2 separate regions of the Mus musculus genome follow, and region 2 is linked to region 1. A link is a contact called in public Hi-C data. All regions are on one chromosome and are shown on one strand. Each heading gives the region's core, a stretch centred on a gene start, on an enhancer-like site or on the middle of the called end of the contact. The rest is flanking DNA. Distances are from core to core; before and after follow the strand shown.

Evidence for each region. Hi-C and Micro-C count contacts between places; a contact is called where the count stands out from the background.
Region 2: a contact with region 1 is called in a Hi-C map of the N1E-115 cell line, with 2.8 times the contacts expected there. The contact joins two enhancer-like sites. A contact is called at or near these places in 2 of 484 Hi-C or Micro-C datasets (the N1E-115 cell line and cerebral cortex).

Annotation. Positions count from the first base shown.
Region 1 is chr2:123,310,912-123,314,973 of GRCm38.p6, reverse strand. No RefSeq gene overlaps it. Among named protein-coding and RNA genes, the nearest start is that of Gm34430, 380 kb to the right of the region's middle. Within about 2 kb of position 2,568, at least 14 of the 459 cell types and tissues checked have an H3K27ac peak or open chromatin away from gene starts, as enhancers often do. A contact at or near this core is called in the N1E-115 cell line, where this site is marked.
Region 2 is chr2:124,232,960-124,236,885 of GRCm38.p6, reverse strand. It overlaps a transcript of Sema6d not described here. Among named protein-coding and RNA genes, the nearest start is that of 4930583P06Rik, 13 kb to the right of the region's middle. Within about 2 kb of position 1,880, at least 36 of the 459 cell types and tissues checked have an H3K27ac peak or open chromatin away from gene starts, as enhancers often do. A contact at or near this core is called in the N1E-115 cell line, where this site is marked.

The DNA.
Region 1 (4,062 bases), core at 1,319-3,818:
GAGCGTGATGCCCACAGAAGCCAGCAAAGGAAGCTGGATACCCTAGAGCTAGCATTACAGGAAGTGTGAGCTACCTGAAGTGGTGCTGAGAACTTTACTAAAACTGAACTCAAGTTCCATAGAAGAGCATTACTTGTTCCTAACCACTGAGCCATTGTTCCAGCCCCAAACCTACATTATCCTAATCAGTGGGAAAGCCATGTTTTATAATATGCTAATGCACATTGTAATTTAAAACTTATGACAGGCTAAATAATGCCTACCAAACAGCATATGGGTTTTTTCCCCCTTTAGAACCTGTGAATGTTGTCTTATATGGAAAAAGTGGCTGTGTCAAATGTGACTGAAATAAGCTTTTGAAATAGGGACAGTATTCAGTATGTGAGTTTGCTTCATGCATGAGCACAGATATCCGTTCTTATACACAAAGTGAAGTTTGACATTGCATGTCTGAAGCAAGATCTTGAACCATTGACTTTAAGGTTAGAGGAGTGGAGACAGGAGACATGAAAAGCAATGGGGCTAGCAAGAGTGGATCAAAGCTGGAAAGATAAGGCTCAGATCCTCCCCACCCAACACTCCACAACCAAGTCCTGCTGACACCATCGCTGTAGGCCAGTGAACTGGAATTTGGACCTCCAGAACTATAGGAAAATAAAGTTGTGCTCTTCTAAGCTTCTGAATTGGTGCATTATCTTTAAACATTGACAAGAAACGAATACAAGCATATACTGTCTTGTGATCAATGTACTAATGGCCTCTAAAAGTACATGGCATTCAGCTAGCATATTAATTATGCTCCTCGTCATTGTGGAAAAAAAAAAACTTCATAAGGTGGGAAAGCTTACTTCAGCTTCAGTTTAAGGAGGCATAGTCATGGTGGTAGGGAATGCCTAGCAGCAGGTCAGGAGGCCAGATGGTCACACTGCTTTCAGGGTCTGGAAGCAAAGACCAAGCAGAAAATGGTGCTGAGCTGTAAGATCTCAAAACCCACCCTGACCCAGTGCTTCCCCTTTTCCAGCAAGACTTCACCAATTAAAGGTTCTACATCCTTCTGAAACAGCATCGTCAGCTAAGGACCAAATATACAAACATCAAACAGGTGAGTCTGTGAAGGACATTCTTTTTTATTTTTATTTTTTATGAGAAAGGGAGAAAGGGGATGTGGTGTTGGATGGGTGGGGAGACAGGGAGGATCTGGGAAGAGTAGTTACAGGAGGAGAAAAGCATTATCAGAACACAGTGTATGCAAATTTTTTTTAATTAAATAGAAAAGAAGAAGAAATAGAAGCAACCAAGCTACTTTTGGGAGATAGGAGTCAGCACACAGAAGTGACAACCTCCAACAAATCATGTATCCTTTTTGAATAACGCCAATTTTGATCCACATGTTCCTTCAAACTGAAATAGGACACAGCTTTCCCTACTACTGGGTCTCTGAAAAAAGATGTTTGTCAATGTTGTATGTAACTATGAGAAACAAAATAGGATATAGCAACAACAAAATACCCCAAATATACACATTAGTAACATACCTACTTAATGTTACTGAAGCATGTCTATCTCCCTGTTCCAAAGTGTCCTTATTAATCTTCGATAACATCAGTGGCATCAGATCCTATCCAGACTGGATTCTAGCAGAGGACTTTTCAAATTTTAATATGCATAATATGCATATGAATCACCTGGGGATCTTGTTAAAATGCAAATTCTGATTCTGTAGGTCTGAGGCAGGACCCAAGGATTCAACACTGTAATAAGCTCCCAAGTGAGGTGGAGGCTCAGGTCTGCACCTACACCAGCAAGATGTCAGGGAACAATCTGGAAATGTCAGTCTAAGGTAGCACCAAGCCCACACTACCAGCAACAAAGCAGTGTGCAATTCTCAAACTTTTGCCAGCTTACCTTGAAATAGTCTCTCTGGGTGTGGTGCTATCTCTGTAGTTTACATTTCTGGTTCTGAGTTTATCTAGTAAGGAGGTCCCGTGTGCCTCAAGCCACATACCACCCCTGTGTCTGCCTCGAGCTTCTAATGGCTATTCCCGATGGGGAAGGCACTAGCTTTATAGAGACTTTGTCAGTGATGTCAGCAGCCACCGGTGCAATCCTGGCTCTCATCTGTTCCTTTCCATACCCTGTTCACATGTGTTTTTTTAGGTTGCAAAGACTTGCTCAACTTTTAGATAAAGATTTTTTTTTCTCTTGATTTGGGTTTGAATCTAGGCAAAAGACTCTTCAGGTTATGGGTCTCATGAGTAGTTATAAGACCCAGCTTCATCTCACAAACTGGCTTGCTGTTTGAGGTTTTCGCCAATATCTCAGAGCATAAGTCCATTGCTCCTGTTTAAAACTGACCCCACCGTGTTCAGTCCTCCACTGATCTCAGTTTATCAATTGAGTAATGACTCCGATTTAAGATATTTATGGAGCAAAGATAACTACATCCTTTGCTCCCCATAAAGGTTCAAACATTTCCTCCTCCTGCATCTGCCAAGAATTCTCCATCCGGCCTAGCCAGATTTCCCTGCCCTGTAGAGAAAATCTTGCCAGCTCTCTGCTGCCCTCTCATGGTATCTGTTAGTACAGCGTTCATATCTGCCCTTGACTGATCCTAACGGACTCCAGGGATGCAACACCTTTGTGGAGCCTGCAGATCAAACTAGCACGGCCAACTAGACGTCTACCAACGTTTTTTACTATTTTCTTTCAAATACAGATGACGAACATCCATAACAGAATTTTGCTTCTAACCTTGAAATTCATAAAAGCACAAAGGAGGGGAACTCTGGGGCATGTTTTAAAGATGAAAGAAAAGCCCATTTGGCTAACCAGTGCCTGTAGCCTAGCCGGAAGGATTTCAAGAGATCTTGTTCCCTGGGCTCCACACTAGTTCAGAAGAATATAAATGTCTTAGGGTGGTCCTAATGGCTTATATTTCAGCAGCATTCCTGGTGATTCCAACGAATATGAAGAGTGCCTCTGTTGGGCTGTACATAAGGCATAGGCATGCTATGAAGTGAATATGTAATATGTGAAGCTCACATATTACAGAAGGCTGGTCATATTAGATTTGTTAAGAAAAAAAAAAAAGCTAACCAGTTTTCACGAACCATCCCCCAGAAAAACCCAGAACAAAAAGAGATCTTGCTTTGTGTCTAGTGTTTGCTGAGCAGTTCGTGGACTTCAAGCAACCCTATTCTACACTGTTCAGACTGCCTCTGTGCTTAGCATTAAATCTTCACACTGGTGCACAGAGGACAAAAAGCCCTGTCTGTGTGATGCCCTTCCACTCTGTCCACTCAGGGAAGGCGTCTCTCTTAATGTCATGCTCTGCAAGCTGTATACTCCTCTCCTCAGTCAGCTACTTCTGTGGAGCAGACATAGATGTTGGAAGTTTGGATGGGTGAGACAAACAGGCAAGAATGCACGTTACATAGCTGCATTCTTCAGCTGGCTTGTCCACCCAGCTTTGTGCTCCAATTGGCTTGTCCTGCTAATGTTGTATCTGCCATGTCCAAACTGCATGAAAACTCATGTCTGTCCTCAACTCTGATCTTATCTGTTCAGCAGTAGCACTCTCCTGCCCAAGCCCTGTCACCAACTCTTGGTTCCTTAGTTGTGTACAGTAGGTTGCATTCATCATAGCATCATTGTCTTTGCATCAAAACATTGGGTTAAATTCTCCACCTCACTAACCTAGATTGCCTCTCATCTTTCTTCTACTTCTGTGTAACCCAGAAAAGGCAGTGGATAATACATTGCATGCTTATTCACAGTGGGGGTTCAGTAATACTTGCCAAGGGTATTTCCTCTAAGTAGCAGCAGTCCAATACTTGGAAATAAAATTCAAGTCCTGCTCAAGCTCAGCTGATTCTGATTCTGCCCCATCAAGGATTCTTGCCCAGCATCCCTTACTCCTCTGACACCAGACTCCTCTATGCTTCTTGCTTCTTGTATCACACAGGATCCTTTCAGTTCTCTATGTGACTTTATGCCACCTTTTCTCCCCTCTCCTGTTTACTCTGCTCAGCTGGAAGAGCTCTAGCAACTTTGAATTTGCAT
Region 2 (3,926 bases), core at 631-3,130, 920 kb before region 1:
TGATTCCACAAGTTAGAGAAAGGGATAGCGAACTGTCACAATGACAAAAACATTCTTCCTTTCCAGCAATTCTCTCATTTTGTTATAGTTTAGAAAAAATTAAGTCATGATAAAATGGTAACCAGTAATCAGTCCATATGCCACAAAGTTGAGTATTCCAGGAAATAGAATGCTTTAAAAGTGATTGATGGGAGAAGGCAGATGCTCTCAGGATCTGCCTGGTTTGCTTTGTTTTTGTTTTTTGTTTTGTTTGTTTGTTTTTTGAGTTGCTGATGCCAAAGTGATCCCTAGAAATGTGGGGTGTGCTAGATTCAGGACTCTAGGCATTTTAATATGAATAAAGTATTTTAAGTATCATCGTGACATGGTGTTGACCTTCGACCTAAAACTTCTTTATCAGTTTTGATCCCTTTATCTCAATTCAATCGAAACTTTGATGCTATAAAGACTTCAGGTCCTAAGTGACCCAGATCATGTTCTATCATCTTCTAAAGAATTCTGAAAAAGGTTGGTGGATTCTCTTTCTAATCCTCCATTTAATATTACTCGGGTGTTGACAAAGAAATGCTATTAAATATAGGAATAAATATTTGACTCAGTCAAGTGTCTGGATGCTGATTTATGAACACATTGCTGTCAGAGTAAGAGGGAGAGAGGGAGAGAGGGAGAGAGGGGGAGAGGGAGAGAGGGAGAGAGGCAGAGAGGCAGAGAGGCAGAGAGGCAGAGAGGCAGAGAGGCAGAGAGGCAGAGAGGCAGAGAGGCAGAGAGGCAGAGAGGCAGAGAGGCAGAGAGGCAGAGAGGCAGAGAGGCAGAGAGGCAGAGAGACAGAGAGGCAGAGAGGGAGAGGCAGAGACACAGAAAGACACATTGCTTTTAAGTCAGCATGAAGGTCCAGGCCTTGCCCACATGCAGGAATCTGAAGGCACAGTTACAAGACAAAGAGATAAAGATTATTCACACTTTACCAAGCAGAACTTTAAACCCCAGGAAGAGGAGAGTGTGCATATGCTAAGCAAGGGAAGAAACAACCAACCTGCCTGCAAAGAAAGTGAAACTGCTTCCCTGTTTTAGCCTTGCCTGCAAGGCTGTCATCCGGAAGGCTTGATGACCAGCAGGTCATCTATTTTCCTCAGGTCCATTCCCAGTGAAGGCTCTGACTGTGGGGTACCCTCTTAGGGCCTTTCAGGCCCTACCTTGCCTGCTGAAGGGCAAATGATGGGAGGTTGCTTTTAATTCTCTCCCAGCCTCTTCTTTTGTTATCTCGCTGCCTGCCATCTCTCAGATGCTTGTGCTTGATGGATTCTGTGGAGATAAAGATAAGGGTAATTTCTTGCCTACGATGCTTTTCTTTTGATCTTTTGTGGTTTTATTTTTGCACTTTGGAGTGCGGTCCTCCTACTGTGCAGACAGATGTGCCTGGATCCTATTGAGATGCAGCCTGGAGCACACAGACCTCAGACACACTGTTCTGAGATGGCTGCGATCTTTTGTACCCTAGATGCAGGAAAAAGAGCAAATGAGGGTAGTGGTGACTTGGGGAGGGGGTGGATACAGGAAATAGGTGTGAGGCTTAAGGCATAGAAAGCACTGGATTGGGAGACTGGTGGAGTCGAGTCCTGGTGAGGAGAGATGACTGCCTGCCTGCCCTGTTTGGAACATTTCAGAGAACTGGCATACATCTTGTGTTGGTGGCAGGGAAAACAAATCCAGCTTCCATTAAAAAATCTCACATTTGCAGGGCACCGTGATAAAGAACGGAGACAGCATTGCTCCATTTGTGGCATCCTAAGGGTCGAGCCTGAGCAGCCCCAGGAGCAAGCACGTCAACCCTTCCTTCTCTGCTCTCAGCCATCCCCCCAGTGTTGCATGAGTCAAGCAGTTCTGCACGCTGTGCTCATTTTGAAACTGTGACCATACAATAGAGTGAGGCTGACATTATTCGCAGAACTGGCCAAAGCTGGTTCCGGAGTTGAAGTTTCAACCCCATGAAAACAGTTTTATGCCTAGTGACCAAGATTCCTTGGGAAATGTCTGGTTTAGACCAAGTGTAATCAAAGGCAATGTAGAGCAAGACAATAGGCACAGTCTTAAGGCATGACCTTCAAGGAGCTTACCCAGCTGGATCTGGCCCAGACCCAAAAGCACATGTCTTAGTGTTGTCAGATTCCTTTCCGTGGCGGGTGTGCTCTTCACTTCTGTCTGTGTGATAGCTTTTCAACTTCCTTGTTGTAAATGTTCTGCTACTACTATGGATGCCAGGCTTTGTTTGATTTCTGAGATGTGAGGACGTGGCCTCATTGTGGGCTTCATACCAGTGCTCAAAAGATACCATAGCTCGTTTCATGCCCTGTGGTTTAACATCATGAACTGGAGATCACTCTCTTTGTAATTTAAAAAATATAAAAAGCATCCTACATGTAATTATTTACCTAGTCCTCAATGTGGGTAATATGGAAGGTAAGCTCACATTCAGAGATCCCCTGTCCTGGTTAGCTGTAACTCTCAACAGTCTAGAGTCATCTTATAAGACAGCCTCAGTTGAAGACTTACCTAGAAGAAACTGGCCTATGGACATGTTTATGGGAGATTTTCATGACTGCTAACTGATCCTGGAAGATACAGCTCACTACGGGCAGCACCATCTCTAGGTAGGTGGTCCTCCTCTATATAAGAAATATAGCCATGATCCAGCTAGAGCGCATCATCCTTAATGGTTCCTACTGTACTTAAGGCTATAGAGTGATTTCTTCGGTCAAATGTAATGATGTACAGGCATGCCTTTAAGATCCTGCCTAGATTTCCCTCAACAATAAACTGTGATCTACAACTATTAGACTAAACCGTTGCCTCACTTATGATTATTTCGGTCAAGAAATTTTGAAACAGCAACAGAATGAAACTAGAACATTCCCCCAACAACACCTCCCCCTCAAAGGCTACATTTTGCTAGGCTTCTAGGATTGTAATGAGTACTCAGCTGTAGAAGATTGGGTTCATACAGTGGTATGCCAGTCTGCTTTTTGTTGCTGTTATAAAACACTGGCAAAACCAACTTGGGGAGAAAAGAGTTTGCTTTAGCTTGGTGGTTAGAGTCTATTTGAAAAGCAAATACAGGAACCCAAAGCACCAGCTTGAAACATAAAGAACACTCCTTATGGGCTTTATGGTCTTGCTTTCTACACCTGGTCCAGCCTGCTTTGTTATACAGGACCACCTGCAAAAGAGTAACAGCACCTCAGGAGACGGGGGCCTCCCACATCAAATATTCACCAAGCACAAGCCAGTCTGATGGAGGCAATTGCTCAACCGAGGCGCTCTCTTACAGGTTACTCTAGTTTTTGTCAAGTTGTTGAAACTAAACAGTTCAATTTGTTCAGAGTCTAGATTCTGAAATCAAATCACATGGCCTCAAAGTTAAAAATCCAGCACTCCCTAGTTCTGTAACTTTGGATCAGTTACTTCTGCCTCACATTTTTCTGTAAAACAGAATATTAATTTGAATCTCCTAAAGTTTTTATGAGGATAAAACTACGTTACCACACATAAAGTTCAGGGGCCATTTTGGTGCATTTTCTGCTTGGAGTATTAAATTAATCTTGATGGATATATAAAATATTTTATAATATTAAAGGAGTACTATACAATGTATAATCATGTGTATATATTACATATCAATTTAAGCACATCTACCACTTCAAACATGTATTGCTTCTTTATAATAAAGGTTTCAAAATCCTTTCTTGTCATATTGTGGAATATAGTTCTTTATACTACCTAGACACTCTACTATGCAACAGCACTCCAAACAGTCTTGCTTTGTAAGTGTAGCTTAGTTGCTTTTGATGGGATGTTCCCTACCCTTTCCCTAAACTCCTTCAGATCTTTGATAACTACCAATTCACTCTCAACATCAAAATGGTATATAA